Regions from separate parts of the Mus musculus genome. Here region 2 is linked to region 1. Evidence: chromatin contacts called from public Hi-C data. All regions are on one chromosome and are shown on one strand. Each heading gives the region's core, a stretch centred on a gene start, on an enhancer-like site or on the middle of the called end of the contact. The rest is flanking DNA. Distances are from core to core; before and after follow the strand shown.

Region 1 (3,793 bases), core at 785-3,284:
GTCGCCATTCATTTTCCCAGGTCATGGATGCTCATGTGCTCTAATGTGTTTGTCATCCTGAGGAGCTTGCTTTTCTCCTTTAAGTCAAGTTAACTCTGTTTATTAACTAAGTAGTGGGAACCAATATCATTCATAATTAATCTATTGCCACCTAATAATCTGCCTTCTGTACTATATATATGTGTATATATATATATATAATTTTCTATAACAACTGCTGATATAATGGCATATGCTCTAAATTATTTTAAACTTAAACCTTTTAAATTAAATTCTAAAACTTGTAAGTGAAAATATGTATGAAGAGTACTTGAAGACTGGTTATGTGGAAGTCCATGACGTTGAACCATGATATAAATTACTTTGACAAGTTCTTTCTTCTTTTCAGCAAGCACTTAATTATAAATACAAGGCGAAAGGTGAGCTCAGAACTTACCACTTCAGATCTGGTACTTGGGCCAGCCATCCTGGCAGAGTCATCCCAGGGTTAGAAATGGAATCTCAAACCCCACCCTGGAAATAACCAACCAGATTTTGCATGGACAAGAATTTCAAGTGACTCGCGGGTTTATTAAAATTTAAGACAGTCTCCACTAGAAATCCTAGTCCTAGTCTTTCTTAATTTTTCACGATTGAGGACTGAACGCAGGGCAGGGCCTTTTCCACACTAAACATGTGCTTTGGCATTAACTCTATTACCCCCTCCCATTCTTGTGTTCTGGGGGACAGCTTAAGCTGCCTTTGGCTAGGAGATCATTCTTTCTATGCCTTCAGAGATTCATCTCACAACTAAGAGTAGACAGGCCCTGTGTGATGAAACTCCCCCAAGTCCATGGCCATAGGAAATTGATTATTCTCAATTTAAGAACTTTATAATCAGGTCATCTGTATTTGCTCAGAGGAAGAAAGCCAAACACTTGATTCCAATGAGCAAATCTATAATTAATTAGTGAAACGATCTTTGCTCAAGTTTAACATTTTTTTTTAGAGCAAGCTGTCAGATTTGGCTGGAGCGCAGGCCGGCATGTGTGTGAGTTTCACAATTCACAGATGTTAGACACGCTCAGTCTGAGTTAAGAAAGAGAATGTCAAGTTTTAAATAGCTTCTCCCTGGCTGGAACAACAAATAAAACATCTTTATGAACACATTTTGAAGCAGAATTTCTTACAGGAAAATGTCAGATTTCTCTTCAGCTTGTCTCACAACTTTGACATTTTCTGATGTCACTAGTTTGCAGGTGTCTATGGCTGTGGCATGAATGGAGATATGTACGTAACATGTCAGTGACACTTGGGCACACAGCTCTAGTTCCCTCTTGGACTCTATTCTAATTTAGCTTCTGAATCATATTTCATTCAATTTCTAAATCCACAGAACCAGGATTGGTTTACAGCCTACATTCAGAAAGGAAACAAATTCATTATCATGGAGACTTTGCCTGATAATATATAATTCTTTACAATATAAAGAATGTCAGATTTTATAGTAAAGTAGGTAGAAGGAGACTAAAAAAAGTTAAAAGTGAGGCATAATAGAATGAGACAGAATGATAAGAGTTTGAAATAAACTTTATTTTTCCCCATTGACAGGCCATCTAAAATAATTCTAAATAAATATGAAAACAATAAAACAATTAGGAAACATTGTAAAAGAATATTAACTCCTATTTTTATATCACATAAAAATCCTATTACTTATATCTGTATGGTTAAAAAAAATCACTGCAGGCTATTTTCTTTTATTTGGGACAGAAACTATTTCTAAATACATATACATGATCTCTCTCTCTCTCTCTCTCTCTCTCTCTCTCTCTCTCTCTCTCTCTCTCTCTCTCTCTCTCTCTCTCTCTCTCTCTCTCTCTCTCTCGTTGAAATGAAGAGTGAGTTCTAGGTTAAATATAATCAAGGAATTTCCCTGTCTTTGCTATTTGAGATTGTGACCACAACAGGCGGTTGGCTGAAAGGGAGGCAGAAGGGGGTGGGGGTGGGGCAGGGAGAAGCCGAGAAAAAAAAAAGTCTCCTAAGCGTCTCTGCAAAACATTGTAGCCACAGCAGAACTGACAGGAGCTCTCAAATCAAGTCAGAATACAGATACAAGGAGATGTTATTCAGTTGGAGCAAGGGGGACATTTATTAGCTCAGTGACAAGTCCTGGCTTCTGTGATTAAACTCTGATGCCATTCATACCAGCACCCAATCCCAAGCAAGATCAGAAGTTCAGAGATGCCTACAAATTGCCAACAAGTGTGGCCACTCTACGTCAAGGGCTCTAAAACTGTGGCAGAGAGGAAGAACAGCTTTACAGGGGGTGCCCAGCTGGTAAGAATTGACGGTTTATGATGCTCTGGTTACTTGAAGACTCTCATTGGCTGAAAGGAAGAAACGCCCCGCCTCTTTGCAAATCTGAGTAAAGGGGGGAAGTGTCTAAACTTCTATGTCTGATGGCATTTGACCCTATTGCTTTCAGCCTCCTGGCTACATACCTAGATATTCTCAGGTGTATATGTATATTTTATAGAATTGCTTCCCATCTGTTGGTATCAAAGAGAGTTGAAGGAAATGAATTTTGAAACTTCACGGTGTGCCACCCTACAGTACTGCCCCGACCCTTACATCCAGCGGTGAGTTTAAATCTGACCTGGCGTCTGTCAAAACTGAACTGGTGTGCCTGGTGTATTCTGAGTGTTTCTGCTGTGTACTGAAGAAGCCCTCCTTGTTTAGCGAGCATAATAATACTACTTTGGACTTTGTATGGACTTAAAGTGGTTTGTAGATATCTTTTCTACAGTTATCTTATACTTTATTTCTTGAGTTACTAAGTGACAAAGTTTGAAGACATCCATGTTTTTAAATTTGTCACACTATTGTACTCTATAAGGAGAGAGAGTGGGGGAGAGAGAGAGAGAGAGAGAGAGAGAGAGAGAGAGAGAGAGCATGTAGCTCGGGTAGAAGATGTGGGAGGGTCAGGGAGATGTTGGAGGTTGGAGGAGGGGGATGAGATTATCAAAGAATTAATTAAAATATTACTTAAGATTGTCACACCATTTTAAAATGTTAAAAAATTTTAAAATGTACCACGTGCCATGCTCAGTCCCACCCACCAAAGAAAAAGAAATTTCATTGGACAGGGATATAATAATCTATTGGGCAATTTTCAAGTCAAAATAAACATTGGAAATTTTGATTTTTGTCTTAAAACTAAATAGCCATTGTTATGTGAAGCAGATTGTGGCTTGTCATTTTAGCTCTAAAGAATATTTTCTCTTTGATTTGTTTCAAAACAAACATCATCTTTTGACAAATATGACTTCCTAAAACCTGTGATGAAACTGAATTTTGTTTGTGTTTGTAGAAAAATATTTACCTTGCACTGAGAAGGAGTATTAGCAAGAGTTCACAATAGTGTGCCTCTGTCGGGGGAAGAGACTGTTTCAAATTAGAGTTTGCTATTTTTAAACTGGTAAATGAAATCCGAAGAGCGTTTCCCGTGTAAAGTTATGGGAGACATTCACACCATACAAAGCACTGTGATGTTGTTAATTTAACGGCATGAGATTTGAATCTGGAATTTGGTACTTTGTAAGACTTAGGAAAACGGCATGGTTAGAAAGGGGTTAAAGTGACACTTGCCACCTGTGCCTACTGGAGGCTCACACTAGAATCTGAGCCCTGGCTCTGGGCAGGACTAGGTTACCATAGCATTGCCTTGGATTGTGAAAGGCTATTTATTTTCACCAGTATAATTCACTCTCTTGTTGGCCTGACTCTTCCTCTTCCTGTGAGGTTTCTGGTG
Region 2 (4,151 bases), core at 145-2,644, 40 kb after region 1:
AATTTCACCAATAATTGAAGAGAGCAAAATTAAAAGCAACCTGTCATTTTCTGATAGATAAATTGGTACCTTTATTTTCTCTTTGTACTGTTAATAGCCACTGCTGTGTAGAGGTATAGAATTTTAAAGTGTTACATCCTTCCAAAGGAAAATAGGGTAACATTTTGCAAAAGGGAAAAAAAATCACAATGGGGTTGGGGGTTGGTGAGCTTTCTTGGCACATACTGAGCCTTGAGTTTCTCCTCCCCAACAAATTGATTGTTTAGAAGTTTTATTTCCTGGAATCTGCCTTAAAGATGGAAAATGGTTTAGACTATTTGCGGTGTTGTTCACAGAAGCATTATTTATAAAGCCAAAGATGGCCCAAGGAAATCAACGATTAAGTACCCTTTGTGGCTTTTAGCTAATCTCTTTGCCACTTCTACTCTGAAATCGCCTATTCCAAATACACACAGACATCATTCCTACCTGTGTGCTTACAGTGTCTACTTGAAGAAGGCCCTTTACTCTGTTACCGTGACCAAGACCCTGAGTCTATGGCCTGCACTTGACCGAGACTCTTAAAAGGAGTGAGCCTGAATTTTTGTAAGCCTGGAAACTGAATGACTCATGGAGTCAAGGATACTGTGGCATACTGAAATTCATCATGTTAGGCCCTTCCCACCTACCATATTACATTTTAGCTAAACAAAAATATTATCTGATGCATCTATAGTCCCTATTCTCCAGATGAGAAAATTGAATTAGCATTTAAATTGCCTATGTAGCTAGCAAAGAGTAAATGTGAGGTGTTAGCCACATCTGTGTTAGTCTGTGAATAAAACATTTAATGATCATAAGAACAGAACCTAAAAGACTAACAGTAGCTAACTTATATTAGACAACCATGTGCTAGACTCATCAGTAAGTGCTTTCTATGTATCTCCTTCTTTATACTTGGCAACAATTCCATGAGCAAGACACTATTACTATCCCCATGCACAGAGAGGAAACAGGTATGAAGCCCTTATATAAGAAACCTAAGGCCTAACTTCTGTAAGTATTAGAGAACAAACGAAGCCATATCAATTACTCTTTCCTGAAATGTGGTACCTCCACTGCAGATGGGATGGTTTTGTAGCATGTTATAGCCTGCACTTCATTTATTCATTCCTTTTTGGAAACAAACCTTTGTCAACCCAATTGCTAAAGTACAAGATACCAAGGCACCAGACACACAGTAGGCAGCGGGAACAAATGCCATTTCTAAAACCCGAGAGCTATATTTCTTTCTTAGTTTCCGGTGACTCAGTCTCAGCCCCTATCATATTCCCCATATTGAATGTCCCACTACAGAGCCAAAAGATCTGAGTTTCCAGACAAAGCCAACATGATGACTTCACCTGCTGTTCCTTTGTTGGGAACTGTGTTTCCTCTTTATGCTTGCACATGACGTCATCGTGATAGCCTGCCAGTCTTAACCCTGCTCACTGCTTTTGAATTTGTAGAATTTCTGTCTTGAATGTCTTGGAGTAACAACAACTCAGCACCTGTTCTCAACGTGGTAAAGTGTACAGTGTTCTCACCAGAAGGATATCTGCAGAATGCAGACATGTCACCTATGATGAAAAATGGGCCACACAATGTTTTACATTCAAAATTGGAAGATTTGATTACATCATAGCCATTTGCAGCTTCAGCAACTGCCTGGAGACAGTTGGAGAAAATATTACTATAACTGCAATATGGGTGTAACCAACAAACAGAAACCCATAGCGTTTTATAGACTCTGTAAAGTTCATGTCACTTGATTTCCCAGAAGAAACTTTTCTTGCATCCTTTATTCTTTCCTGCAATAAGTCAATATTCACTCAAGAACTCCAGTAAGCCAGGCACTGTGTATATTCAGAAACAGTGAGCTCATTCGGCTACATTAGTTGTATCAAAATACTTATGATCCTATCAGGAGGAGAGATGATGGATTCCAATGCACCTGGTAAATATTGTAATGACCAGATGGACAGAATACTCTGAGAGTGGCACTCATAGAATGACTGATTCTACATTGCAAAGGTGAGAGAGCTTAGAAAGGGAAACGTAGAAATAGATCACTTCATGCAGATATAGTGATGTGAACAAAGCAGACTGTTTGAGAACTGTGGGTCCATTACCATAGCTGAAAGTGAGGGTGAAATGTGAGACAAGATTAAACTGGCATTATATAGAGGACTTGAAGAATTAAACTACATATTTCTAGGTATTTGCTATTATCTCCTTTCAGGAAGAAGAAATCTATAGGTGTATATAAAAAATTTAATGATGCTAATTCTGAGAAGGATAGAAGCATAGATAAAAGGGTAACTTGTATTCTACTCTGTAATTTGTGCCTTTTACATTTTTATAGTGGAAGAATATATATATATATATATATATATATATATATATGTATGTATATATATGTATATATATATAATATGTATATGTATACATATATATATAGTGAGAGAGAGATAACTAGACAAATAACGTGACATAGACTAATATAGTAGACAAAGGAATGACACGAAAGTGTGACAGATCCCAAGGAAAGTAGAAACGGGAATAAATGGGCTCTAGTGAAAATTCTGACATTTCCCCCTAAACATATGCCATTATTTTAGATGTGTCAAATAAACAGTGGTCAGAATCAGCCAGTTGGTTATCCCTATACGTAGGAACCTTCTTAAAGGTAAGTAGATTATAAGGAAATGGATAGAAGAAAGCTTGGATGGGAACTGTTCATGCTTGGAAGACTTGATGTTGGGCTCTTGCTTTCTCTTGCTCCTGCTTCCTTACCCTCGTCCCCTTCTCTCTCTCCGATCCCCTCCCCACTCCCCCTCCACGTGCTCATGGCCGGCCTCTACTTCGTGTTCTCTCTCTCTCTCTCTCTCTCTCTCTCTCTCTCTGCCTTTATCTCTAATCCATCAACTCCCCTCCCGATGTCCTGAATAAACTTTATTCTATACAAAAAAACAAAACAAAACAAAAAAAAAACTTGATGTTGTAAAAATCTAGTCAGTGACCTGGAGGTACTGATTTTCAGTCTCTTTGTAAGTTTAACTTTTTGTTTTTGCTTCACCTCATTTTGAAAGGTTTCAGCATTTTCCTTCTTGGTCATCAAGAAAGAATGTTCTTGATGTTTGCTCTTGCCCCACCATCTGTTCCCTCAGGCTTGGCTTCATGGTTACCTAGCTCTTCAGTCTTCTGGGAGTACTCTTTTCCCTAAGGCCAGATCATATGGTTTCTTAGTACTTTGGCAATTCTGTAGGAGTTGCTCTGAACTTACCAGAGTGCCCCACTGCCTATGAGCTCCAATGAGCCATGGGTGTCTTACATACTTCTACAACTGGCTTACAGTCAGCCCTCCATAAATATGTGTTCAATGGAAAAAGTAAAAAGGGTTGGAAGGAGAATAAAGGAAAAGAAATTGTTTTCTCCGGTGGCCTTTTCTACAGAAAAGGAAATGTGGAGCACATATTTCAAGCTATATCTTTGCATTCATCTTATCCTTAAAGGTCAGAAAGAGGAATCAAACTTCAATTATTTCAGTTGTTCTCCTTCTCCTAACACTGAAAACCCTTAATACAGTTTTTTTATATTTCAGTGTTTCTTAAACATATATTTATTTTTGTTGCTATTTCGTAGTAAATTTGCTACTGTTATGAATCACAATGTAAGTATCTCATACATATATGGTATTAGGCAAACCCTGTGGAAGGTTCGTTCAGCCCCAAAGGGATCAAGACCTACAGGTTGAGACCTGCTGAAATATTTGTTCTTCACAAAACAGCGTGCCTGGCACTCTAATCTAGCTGGCATACGAATGAGCAATGGTGAGGACAAAGCCACATGACCAGCGGCCAGGCATTGCCCTCAGCAGCAAAGGGCGCCTGGAGTATCCATCCCAGACTCCATAAGCTACAGTTTTTGTTCCTACAAAGTGAGGAGTTGGAGTAGGAGTGTGCTAAATGGTTTGGTTTTTTTGTGAGGAAGAGACAAGGAAAGAGGATACCTAGCTATGACTCATTAATGAAAGGCAGGAGGACTGTGCTCTGAACTCTGAGTTCAAAGTCAGACTCCATCTTCATAGTACTTCACAGAAATGTCACTACTGGGTTGTATATTTAAAAAAA

What was found. A called contact is a pair of places that touch in the nucleus more often than the background predicts.
Region 2: a contact with region 1 is called in a Hi-C map of myocytes, with 2.5 times the contacts expected there. The contact joins the enhancer-like site here to the promoter of Trp63 in region 1. A contact is called at or near these places in 6 of 39 promoter capture datasets (the HPC-7 cell line, cranial neural crest, embryonic stem cells and 3 more), 1 of 15 datasets of contacts at CTCF or cohesin (the NIH/3T3 cell line), 2 of 484 Hi-C or Micro-C datasets (myocytes and uterus) and 1 of 9 other capture datasets (liver).

What each region holds. Positions count from the first base shown.
Region 1 is chr16:25,681,731-25,685,523 of GRCm38.p6, forward strand. It overlaps Trp63 (transformation related protein 63), which reads left to right and starts at 2,035. Exons shown (of 14, transcript NM_001127259.1): 1 at 2,035-2,621. The coding sequence starts at 2,560.
Region 2 is chr16:25,721,892-25,726,042 of GRCm38.p6, forward strand. The region is part of intron 1 of Trp63 (transformation related protein 63); the gene reads left to right. Among named protein-coding and RNA genes, the nearest start is that of Gm24928, 21 kb to the left of the region's middle. Within about 2 kb of position 1,395, at least 9 of the 459 cell types and tissues checked have an H3K27ac peak or open chromatin away from gene starts, as enhancers often do. A contact at or near this core is called in myocytes, where this site is marked.